Linked DNA regions of Macaca mulatta: region 2 is linked to region 1. The links are chromatin contacts, called in public Hi-C maps. All regions are on one chromosome and are shown on one strand. The core of a region is the stretch at or near the end of the contact, and the rest is flanking DNA. Distances in the headings are between cores, read along the strand shown. Region 1 holds the start of NCOA4 (nuclear receptor coactivator 4). Region 2 holds the start of SLC18A3 (solute carrier family 18 member A3).

Evidence for each region. A called contact is a pair of places that touch in the nucleus more often than the background predicts.
Region 2: a contact with region 1 is called in a Hi-C map of fetal cortex germinal zone, with 3 times the contacts expected there. The contact joins the promoter of SLC18A3 here to the promoter of NCOA4 in region 1. A contact is called at or near these places in 2 of 14 Hi-C or Micro-C datasets (cortical neurons and fetal cortex germinal zone).

What each region holds. Positions count from the first base shown.
Region 1 is chr9:59,165,343-59,171,275 of T2T-MMU8v2.0, reverse strand. NCOA4 (nuclear receptor coactivator 4) reads right to left here and starts at 3,472. Exons shown (of 9, transcript XM_077946368.1): 1 at 3,337-3,472.
Region 2 is chr9:59,578,800-59,584,732 of T2T-MMU8v2.0, reverse strand. It overlaps SLC18A3 (solute carrier family 18 member A3), which reads left to right and starts at 2,875. Exons shown (of 1, transcript XM_001107292.4): 1 at 2,875-5,933. The coding sequence starts at 4,077. The coding sequence ends at 5,675.

The DNA.
Region 1 (5,933 bases), core at 2,223-4,722:
TTTAGGTAATGCTGCATAAGAGGCATATTAAGCCCCAAAGGTGTCCCCAAACACACTGCTAACCCCAAAGAGGAACATCTTGATTAATTAAGTCAAGCAAAATTAGGGATGACAACTTGGGATAAGAATGACTAAGAGTGTACAGTCATTCATATCAGAAGTTAAGTACTGCAATGTTATGATTTAACAATCAAAGAAGATAAGCTAAGAAGGACAATATGGCAGCTTCTCTAACTGACATGCATGGAGATAGTATAATGCCTACTAGCTAGAGCAACAGTGGTCAACTGGACCCCCATTCCAGCCTAGACCGCCATATCATGTGCGTTCTATGTTGAAGCAATGTGTCCAGACATAATTACATGAAAACAAAGTCAAAATGAAAACCTTGGATGAAAATTTTAAAAGGACTAAAAAATAGCAAGAAGAGTAATAAAAAATGTCATGGCCTTCTACAGTTCTTCCATGAAACTGAACTTAACCCAATGCATACATATTGGTTGGGTGGTCTGTTACAGACATTTTAGGCTTTCCTTTGCAACCTAACCAGTATGTGAACAGAGGCAGTGAATTCACTGCTGATTTCAGTAATGCTTGAGAAAGTGCTCTCTGAACCAGCAGCACATTCCACTGTATATCCTCAAGAGTGACAAATCTTCATTTTCTGAGGCTAGGTATACTTTGTTGGAAAGATCTGATGACTAGTATATGTAAAGCACTTAAAATAGTGCCTGATGCACGTAAGAGCTATATAAGTATTAGCTATTTTTATTACTTTTTGTCAAAGAACAGGATATAACAAAGACAGACATAAAGTTCATCAATTTCATTACCATCATCTCTCTCTAGGACTCCTGCAGAAACCTCATGACTGCTACCTACTCTTCCCCTCTACCCCTACTCTTCTCCTCCTGCTGCTCCTTTAGCATAACAAGGATGCTTCTTCCTCAGAGCCCTTGCACTTTCCTCCAGGTATCAAGCCCAGGCCTTAACTTCCTCCAGGTGTCTGCTCAGAGGTCATCTTCTCAGTGAGGCCATTCCTCACCATCTTTTATTTTTAAAAGTCTTGCCTCCACTCCCCCTCAATATGCTTTATCACTGTCCATAGTACTAACCACAATCTGGCACGTAGCAACCATTTATTTTCTGATCTCCCTTCAGAAAACGTACTATAAGGTAAGTTCCACATGGCGGGGACTTGTCTTTTTGTTCACTGTTGTATAGTAGGTATTCAATAATTAATTACTGAGTAAATAAATTCAGTAAGTATTTACATCTAGTCTACTATGTGCCAAGCCTTTTTTTAAAAACTCATTATCTCAATTAGCACTCACAAACCATTAAAGGGGCTATTATCATCACAATTAAAAAAAAAAAAAAAGCAGACTTGACAAGGTTAAATATATTACCTACAGTCACAAACTTCCAAGTAGAAGAGCCAAGATTTAATCCCAGATCTGAGTCCAAAGTCCCTAACCATACCGAGTATGTTGAAGGAATCATTAAGTATTAAGGTATTATGTATTCATCCAACAACTATTTATGGAGTACCTCAACTGCCACTACTGTGATAGTCCCTGAGAACACAATGGTGAACTTGCCACCTAGAGGAGAACTCGTGTCACCGATTTGCCAACAAAGCAGAAAATACTAATTCTTTGAAATAAGAGACAGAGTTCAAAGTCCATCAGCAGCAGCAATGACTGGCACTGAATGCTAACACTATGTGAGGGAAAGTATTATAAAACACTAACTTAGGGACTCTCAAACCGGGGGAGGGATATGTGTCAGGATATACTATGGAGTTTTATGAAACCCCTACACGGGCTCCTGAGATTCTGGCACAGCTATGCTGATTTAATAAAAACAGGGGTCAGGGGTATCATGTAGTTCTAAAATACCTTCTCCGCCTTTGAGAAGGACATCTTCCTTTCCTTCAATAGCTCAACGTGTTTTTTCTATTTCCGAAATGCCTGTTTGCACAAAGGTAATAATGTGATTGTAGAGATTTATTTAGATAAAAAGTATCACAAAACTTTCCAAGAGTAGGATTTTCCTCAGAGACCCAAGGACAAAGGCTCCCTGGAAGGGAGGGAAGGAGAAAGTGAAAGGAATGTTATTGTGCTGGACCCCCCATTATCTCATTTACTTATCTGAACAAATCTGCAAGCTAGCAAATCTTCAAATGAGAAAACCAAGTAAATTGCCTAAGCCACAAGGCAGCAAATGAATCTCCCTCCATTGCATCATTAGGGTAAGCCTTTCTCAAACGGTCTCATGTACTTTAAAGTCTGGAAATGTCACAGTAGGATCTCAGTACAGAAATGGGCCAACTATGACTTCCTGTGCCATCCTCATTCCAATAAGTAACTCAAGAGTCTCTGTAAACTTAGTTCCAAATTACCAAGTGCGTGGTGGAAAGCTAAGTCCATCCAAAAGGCAGTTACTATGGTGAACCCGACCCTGATTAGATAGACACAAAAAGGCACAGTTAAAAGGAAAAAAGCTCTGCCTGTGGGTTCAGATAAATTCTAGCACTCTGACTTCTGTCATTCTACTTCTGCCATTCTTGATGGCATCATTCCACATTAAATCCCGTGCCACGTAAGCTTATGATTATTGTTGTTCCCAACACGAGAATTTAGTTCCATGAGAATTAGGAGTGTGTCCATTTTCTTCATTGCTATCCTCAACATCCTGAACATACAGGCACCAAATAAATGATTGTTGGTGGATGAACCAATGAATGAGCAAGCCTCACTCTTCTCATCTGTAAAACAGAGATAATCAAGCTACTTTTCGGGATTATTGGGAGAACTAAATGTGACGGTATGTGTTTAGCACACAGAGGGCCAAAAAAAAAAAAACAAAAACAAAAAAAAACCCCAATATCTTATTTGTATTTCCACCTGACAAGCTAGAAATGGATTGTGTTCTGGGCTGGTTCGGCAAAACAGACCTTGCCACGCCCCAGATCCAGGCAAGAGGCGAGAGAAATAGGAAACTTGGAGCTGTCACACCTAAAGCCAGGGGAAGGCCGGCGGGGAGCAGGAGGTTTCTGGGCCGGGAATGAGGAGGGTCGGGGAGGAAAAGGCAGGCCCGGAGCCCGGCGTGTAGCGGGAAGGGGAGAAGGCAGGCCCGGGCCCGGCGTGTGGAGGGAAGGGGAGAAGGCAGGCCGGGACCGGCGGGCAGGCAGGAAGAGGTGCCTGGGCCTGGCGTGTGGAGGGAAGGGGAGGAGAAGGCAGGCCGGGCCCGGTGTCGGTCAGGTCGGGAAGGGGACGGACAAGCCCGGGGCCAGCGATCATCCAGCCTCCACCCGGCCCACGGCGTTCTTACCAGGTCCGAGTGCCTCTCCGCGCGATCCGAGGAGACCTTGGGTGGACTGAGACACGGCCCCACACTAACCTAGGTCCCAAAAGGCAGAGTTCTCGCGACAACGCAATCTTCCTCTCACGCCTCTTGCCAGAGGTCTGAAAGTCTCGCGAGATCTCCCCTTGGGTCAGGCAGAAGCCCTTGACTGCCCTCTAGAAGGCGCAAAGCGCAGGCGCACACTTTCTCCCAGCCCCCTTGACTGCCCTCTAGAAGGCGCAGAGCGCAGGCGCACACTTTCTCCCAGCCCTTGCACAACGTCCTTTAGCCCTTCGTGAATAAATCGAAATTAAATGAAGCAAATATTTTTTGAAGGCAAGTTTTGTGCCGAGGACCATTCTAAGTGATTCAAATGCCCTCACAAGGTAGATATTATTTAACTTGAACGTTCAGATGCAAAAATGAATATCATAAGACACAAAAGGCCATATGTTGTATGATTCCACCTTTGCAACATTTGTTTTTCTAAAGTAAATAGGCCGGGCGCGGTGGCTCATGCCTATAATCCCAGCACGTTGGGAACCCGAGGCGGGCGAATCACGAGGTCGGAAGATAGAGACCATCCTGACTCACACGGCGAAACTCCTTCTCTACTAAAAATACAAAAAAATTAGCCGGGCGTGGTGGCGCGCGCGTGTAGTCCCTGCTGCTCGGGAGGCTGAGGCGGAATTGCTTGAACTCGGAAGGGGGAGATTGCAGTGAGCCGAGATCGCGCCACTACACTGCCTGGGCGACAGAGCAACGCTGGGTCTCAAAAAAAAAAAAAAAAAAGAAAAGAAAAGAAAAAAATGGGCCGGGCGCGGTGGCTCAAGCCTGTAATCCCAGCACTTTGGGAGGCCGAGACGGTCGGATCACGAAGTCAGGAGATCGAGACCATCCTGGCTAACATGGTGAAACCCCATCTCCACTAAAAAATACAAAAAACCAGCCCGGGCGACAAAAAAAAAAAAAAAAAAAAAAAAAAAAAATACATTGAGTAAATAAATAAATGTCAGAACCCAGATTCTTTATTTCTTTTCTTTTTTCTTTGAGACAGGGTCTGACGCTGTCGCCCAGGCTGGAGTGCAGTGGTGCAATCTCGGCTCGCTGCAGCTTCTGCCTCCTGGGTTCAAGCGATTCTCCTGCCTCAACTTGCTGAGTAGCTGGGATTACCAACGTGCACCATGATGCCTGGTTTAAAATTTTTTTTTTTGTAGAGACAGGGTATTGCTGTGTTACCAGACTGTGTTACCAGACTGAGTTACTCGAACTCCTAGGCACAAGCGATCCTCCCACGTCACCTGGGATTACAAGCATAAGCCACCACGTCCAGTTTACAGCCCGGATAATAACCCACATTATTTACTTGTGACCAGATGTTAAAATAGCACTTCTTTCTGCCTCAGTTTTGACAGAGGTCCTCCATACTCAGTTGCCAACTGCTTCCCCACATTCCTCAGCAAAGGAGATGTTCATAGCAGGGTTTTATGGATCTCACCCAAGAGTGACTCCTACAAGGGGCAAGGCAACCTCATTAGAAAACAACAGGAGACACAGATTCTGATGCAGAAGCTAAGATAACAGCCATAGGCTGTGAGTGGAAGGAGAGCTGTGGAAAGAGAGGCCCACAAAAGTCCCATGAAAAGTCAGCCTAGAACATTACCTCAGGCAGAAGGAGCCCTTAACTCTCCTGTCCCCCATTGCCTCTCAATTCAGATGCAGCCCCTGGAATGAGACTTTGTGTAACTCAAAATGTAACTCAGACCACTTTTTTAAACTATCCGAAGGTGACCAAGAAAGCTTAGGGACCTGTCTAGATTGCTCAACTGGCCCACATAGCATGTTTGAACAGATAGGGGACAGGGGAAAATAAAGCTTTTTATCAGTTGCCCACCGATTGTTCAACAGATGACTGTTTGCTCATTTCTGATCTGTCACGTACACACAGCTAACTCCAAGCCCCAGGAGAGCAAGGTTCTCTCCTGAGATCTCTCTGGTTCACTGCTTTATCCCCAGGTCCAGAGCACTGCCTGACCCAGGTGCTCAGTACAGACCTGTTGAGTTAACAGATGTTTTCTAACACAGAAACAATCAAAAGAGAATCGATGTTGTCATTGTTTTGAGCCACTAAGTTTTGGGTGGTCTGTGTGTAGCAAGAGATAACTGATACTGGGGCCTTGCACCCAGGCCACGCTCTATCTGCAAGGCAGAGCGTGGCCTTGCACCCAGGCCACGCTCTATCTGCAAGGCAGAGCCTCTGGCCTTTAATTCCCCTCGGGCTGCATGTGGTCTTGGGGGCACTTTCTTCAGGCTGTCTTGTTCTAAGCTGCTTTGACCTCAAGCAAACACAGAGGAATGTGGGGGACACATCACAGAAGATACTTCCTGATGAAGAGGAAGGAGGGATAAACAGGAACACTGTAAAGAAAAGAAGGGATCTAATTCCAGCTTGAAGACACACATTTTTTTCATCATTCACCAGACAGCAGGACACGGGCAGCAGAATGCAGACATCAGAAACAGTAAGAGTGGCAGTGGTCCCCCAAGTAAGGGATGCACAATGACCTATTATAGAGCTTAGGAAA
Region 2 (5,933 bases), core at 1,626-4,125, 410 kb before region 1:
GTGAATCCCATCTTTACCACTTGTGAGCTCTCTGACGGAATGCATTACTTTACCTCAGAGTCTTTGCCTATAAGAAAGTAATATGAAGGTTGGTGAGAGAATTCAATGAGTTAATGCTTATCAAATGCTTAGAACGGTGCCTGATGCCTTATAAGCTCTTCTGTGTGTCTAGTAAACACGTTCTTTCCTTCCTCTGCTCATTCAACTTTCACTGAGCACCAGATATGAATGCTGCCCTAACAACTGCTATTTCTGGTTGAGAAAGGAGAGAAAAATGCTTCCATTTTCTCCTACAGGATTGGATGGGAAGTTCTCTGTTGCCTGCAAGTTATGCTCAGATAGAGGAGTCGGGAAAGGAATTTACCAAGCGTTCGAATGAAGGGGACGCCAGAGGGGCGGGGTCTCCGTGTGAGGCTTCTTGGTTGCAGTGGGGCCGGGGCCAGAACCCTGGACAGCTCCCCGCAGCTGGCCGGGAGAGGAGGCTTTTGCCAGCTCGTATCTCGGCTCAGACCCTCCGTAGCCTTTTGCTGCAGGGGCCTCTCGCCTCCCTGCAACACGGGCACCCCAGTATTTGGAGCCATGATGGATTGGGGTGGTGGGGGGCTGCCCTCTGATCTGGAAGTTAGAGAATGAGGGAGTTTAGTGTCTTTGGAGCCTCCTTAGGGAGCCAGCCCAGGACCTTCCTCCTCCCATGGATCTTCATCTGCCCCTCACCCCTACACTGTCAGCGTGCGGCCACCTTGGAGATGGAGCAGCAGGAGCACAACGCAGTGCTGGGAATAGGGAAGTAGTGTAAGGACCACAAAACAGGTCCCCCAGCCTGGGTTTAATTCCAGGATCTGTTGCTGGGAGCTTGACCAAGCAACCCAGCATCTCCATGCCCAGCTTCCTCACCTGGTAAGACCAGAGGAATAGCACCTACACTGCACCAGGATTGTGGGAGAATGGAGTAAACAGCACACATAATATTCCTGGCACAAAGCAAGTAGTAAATGAGTGTGCCTCCTGCCACACAGGAACTGAGGACTGGAGAGCTAGTCATAAGCCCTGAGACAACTTGGCTTCATGCTCAGGAACAGCCATGTGGGCCAGAGGGCTGGAGATGTGGTCTGCACCTTGAAGACCCTGGGAAAATTTCTCTCCTCTAAGATTCCTCTGTTCTTCAGCCACTAGACATTAAAAAAAAAAAAAAAAAAAAAAAGGTATCCTTCAAGTCTTCCTCTCTTTAATCAGACAGGGAAAACAGCATGTGCATAAATAATAATTGTTTTGTAGGCTGGGAGACTGCCCCTTTAAGAGCCTCATAATGGGAGAGTCAGAAGAGCCCAGAGGTCTCAAACTCAAATGAATAGAGAACCAGCAAGTGGCATAAGTGTGTGAAGTCAGCTGGGGCGAGACTAGGATGCGCTGGAGAGTGTGCATGTACTGACTAAAGGCTATCAAATAAAATTTAAAATAATTAGCCCACCCCCAAAGAGCCCTTCTGCAGCACACACTTCTGCTAAGGGCTGCAGTGAGTGGGCTCTCACCTCAACCTGAACCAGGCGGAGGCTGAGGCTGGGCCCCACTGAGGGGCTGTGACTTGTCCAAGGTCATCCAGGGCCAGGCCTGTGCCCACACTGGGACTCTTTTCCTCCCTCAGACAGCGGGCACTTCAGCCACTGCAGAGCAGGTGCTAGCAGCCCTTCAGTGGATGAGTTTCTCCTCCTTTCCCAGGGTGACTGGGTGGGTGGAGGGATTGAGCAACAGGTGACCAGGCTGCCCCCTCTCACCCTGACACAGTGGTCCCCATCCCTTCATCCCACAGCCATCTCAGGGACAGCTGGAGACACTCCAATGTCTTCTGGGTCCTCCACCAACCCAGACAGAGCCTGGAATCACAATGCCCACCTAACCAGAGGGATCAGCCAGCTAGCCAAGTGCCCCTCCCCGCCGTGTCTTTCATCTGTTCTTCACAAGACCCACAACTGAAAAATGAGGATAAACCGCATATTCTACACACTACAACAACATATGAAGTCCTTATACTGCTCTTAACTGTGTGACTGGCCACCTTAGCAGTAAGTACTATTATTACTCCATTTTACAAAGAAAGTAACTGAGGGACAGAGAGGCAAAGTAATTCCCTGCAGGTACTCTAATGAGTACATGACAGAGCTGGGAGCCATCCTGGTTGTCTGCCTCGAAAGCCCACACTCTTTGCACTGCATGGCGGCACTTCCTGCGGGGTGGGGGGCACGATGGGAGAAGCATCTGCGTCTAATGCTGCTTTGCTTTTGAGGCCAGAAAAATGAGAAGGCTCCCCTCTGACTCTGGAAGAGAGAGGCAAACTGTAATCTCAACAACACAACCCCCACCTCCAACCTCAACCACCCTGGAGCCTCTCTCCCGCCAGTCCGCCCACTGGAACACGGCCTCCATGTGCCATCCAGGGTCAACGCCGCTCTGGGGACGCGTCAGGCCCAGCGCACAGCCTGGGCAGCTCGTCCTGCCAGCTGAGCACGGGTGCCTCAAGGGGTGCGGCCCTCCCAGAAGGAAGGTGAGTCTCCCTGGAGCCTCTGACGACAGCGAAGTGGCTGGGCGCTCTCCGGGGAGTGGGCGCGGCACCCAAGAAGGGTTTCTTACAGTTCCAAGAGAGGACCCCAGCCACAGTCACTCCAGAGCCCACCCGGGGCTTGGAGGAGGCTCTGGAAAAGGAGGGATGGGGAGTGTGCAGAACAGGGGGCGGAGGCTGGCAGGAGCCGAGGGAGGGCTCGGTCGGGTGCGAAGAGTGCCTGGGAGGAGCTAGAGTGGGGAGGGGGTGCGGTGGCGGGGAGAGAAGAGGCGGAGCTGGGGGACCCGACCGCTAAAGCGGAAAGGGGGATTCCACGCAGGGGGAGTGTGGCCAGGCAGTGCGAGAGGGCGGCAGCGGCCAAGCTGATATTCGCGACCCCGGGTGGGGGCGAGGCAACTTCTGCCCTCAGTCCCCACAAGCTCCCGGCCGGGATTCGCTGCAGAGAAATTCTGCGGAGGGGCCGGTGGGTCAGAGCCAGGTCAGGCAGTTGCTGAGCCTTCCCCTCCCCTCCCGGCGGGGTGTGTGTGCAAGGGGCCAGGGGGCGGAGTCGGAGAAAGGGTTGGGGGTGTCCGTGTCCAGCGCTCGTCCGGATGCCGCTCCACAATCCAGCTGCGAGAACAGATGGACGCAGCGGCGGCTCACCTCGGGGGCTTCCTGCCCGCTGTGCGCCGAGGTCCAGGCTGAGGCGGAGATCGCGAGCCTCCGGCTCCCGCCTCTCTCGAGGGGCCGCGAGGAACAGGCTGCCGCGCCTCCCTCCCCAGGAGGAGAAGAGTGGGCGCTGACCCCGCGGGTCCTAGAACCGCGGGCGGGGGGCGGGCAGGGGGAGGGCAGAGGGTCGGCTCCGGGCGCGGAACACCCATCCCAGGGGCTGGTTCAGGACTTCCGCACCGAGACCCCTTCCTGGGCCTTCAGCCCTGGAGCATCTGGGGAGCGGACCCCTGTCCTGCCACGCCCCGCCCCCGGCCCCCGCCCCGCCGACGTCGCATTAGCATGAGCGACGCAAGTGGCCCGGGCACCACTCGGGGGCTGGGACTCGCCGCGTCACAGCCCCGAGTGGAAGGGAAAAAAAAAAGAGGAGGCGGCGGAGGAGGCAAGAGCCGACGCGAGGGGAGGGGAGCGCGGCGGCGGGGCTAACGGGCGGGCAACCGGGCGGGCGGCAACAGCATGCCCCTCTGCCAGCGCGGGCGGCCTCTCAGCGCGGTGGGGGCTGCTCTAGGCGCGCTCAGGGCACAGTGCGCCCAGTCTCCGGCCCCGGCCCCTCGTCGCGCCCGCCTTCCCGGCCGCCCCTGAGCCCAGCAGCCGCGGGTCCCGGGAACCGCTAAGAGCAGCGGCAACGCCTAGCCGGACGGAGTCCTTTCCTTTGCCGGGACGCTGGGCCATGAGCCCCGCGGCCACCTGAGGCACGGGGGGTCTGCTCGGCCAGGACCGCCTCCCCGAAGTACCGTGCCCTCGCCTCTGCACTGCGGGACGCCAGCGCTCGGCCCTGGCGGAGGCGTCCTCGGAAGAGCATCGGGGTGGGGGCATGGAACCCGCGGAACCTGCGGGCCAGGCCCGGGCGGCGGCCACCAAGCTGTCGGAGGCGGTGGGCTCGGCGCTGCGGGAGCCCCGGCGGCAGAGGCGCCTGCTGCTGGTCATCGTGTGCGTGGCTCTGTTACTGGACAACATGCTGTACATGGTCATCGTGCCCATCGTGCCCGACTACATCGCCCACATGCGCGGGGGCGGAGAGGGCCCCACCCGGACCCCCGAGGTGTGGGAGCCCACCCCGCCGCTGCCCACTCCGGCCAATGCCAGCGCCTACGCGGCCAACACCTCGGCGTCCCCGACGGCTGCGCGGCCAGCGGGCTCAGCCCTTCGGCCCCGCTACCCTACGGAGAGCGAAGACGTGAAGATCGGGGTGCTGTTTGCTTCCAAGGCCATCCTGCAGCTGCTAGTGAACCCCTTGAGCGGGCCCTTCATCGACCGCATGAGCTACGACGTGCCGCTGCTCATCGGCCTGGGCGTCATGTTCGCCTCTACGGTCATGTTCGCCTTCGCCGAGGACTACGCCACGCTGTTCGCCGCGCGCAGCCTGCAGGGCCTAGGCTCAGCCTTCGCTGACACGTCTGGCATAGCCATGATCGCCGACAAGTACCCGGAGGAGCCGGAGCGCAGTCGTGCCCTGGGCGTGGCTCTGGCCTTCATTAGCTTCGGAAGCCTGGTGGCCCCGCCCTTCGGGGGTATTCTCTACGAGTTCGCCGGCAAGCGCGTGCCCTTCTTGGTGCTAGCTGCTGTGTCGTTCTTTGACGCATTGTTGCTGCTGGCGGTGGCCAAACCCTTCTCAGCGGCTGCACGGGCTCGGGCCAACCTGCCAGTGGGCACTCCCATCCACCGCCTCATGCTGGACCCCTACATTGCCGTGGTGGCCGGTGCGCTCACCACCTGTAATATTCCCCTCGCCTTCCTAGAGCCCACCATTGCCACGTGGATGAAGCATACGATGGCGGCTTCCGAGTGGGAGATGGGCATGGCCTGGCTGCCGGCCTTCGTGCCTCATGTGCTGGGCGTCTACCTCACCGTGCGCCTGGCGGCGCGCTACCCACACCTGCAGTGGTTGTATGGCGCGCTAGGGCTGGCTGTGATCGGCGCCAGCTCGTGCATCGTGCCCGCCTGCCGCTCCTTCGCGCCGCTAGTGGTCTCGCTCTGCGGCCTCTGTTTTGGCATAGCCCTAGTCGACACAGCACTGCTGCCCACGCTCGCCTTCTTGGTGGACGTGCGCCACGTCTCAGTGTATGGCAGCGTCTATGCCATCGCCGACATCTCCTATTCTGTGGCCTACGCGCTCGGGCCCATAGTGGCGGGCCACATTGTGCACTCTCTGGGCTTTGAGCAGCTCAGCCTTGGCATGGGTCTGGCCAACCTGCTCTATGCTCCCGTTTTGCTGCTGCTCCGCAACGTGGGTCTCCTGACGCGCTCCCGGTCCGAGCGCGATGTGCTGCTTGATGAGCCACCGCAAGGTCTGTACGATGCGGTGCGACTGCGTGAGCGTCCTGTGTCTGGCCAGGACGGCGAGCCTCGCAGCCCGCCTGGCCCTTTTGACGAGTGCGAGGACGACTACAATTACTACTACACCCGCAGCTAGCATCCCCACTCCTCCTCCAGCCCACCCACCCGCCTTGGGTCAAGGCGGCTGCTCTGCAAGCCCACGGGCCAGCTCTGGCTCAGGGTCCACCTCCTCCAGCCAGTACCCCAACCCCTCCTCAACCTTGACTTCTGCCCGAATCCCCTCCCTGTGACCCATTCCATATCCCTTTCTCTCTTGTCCAGTGGGGCTTGGAGCACCGAGGCAAGCGAAGCCATCGCGCTCCTTGCAGAGGTGATGAGGACCCCGAGTCCCCAT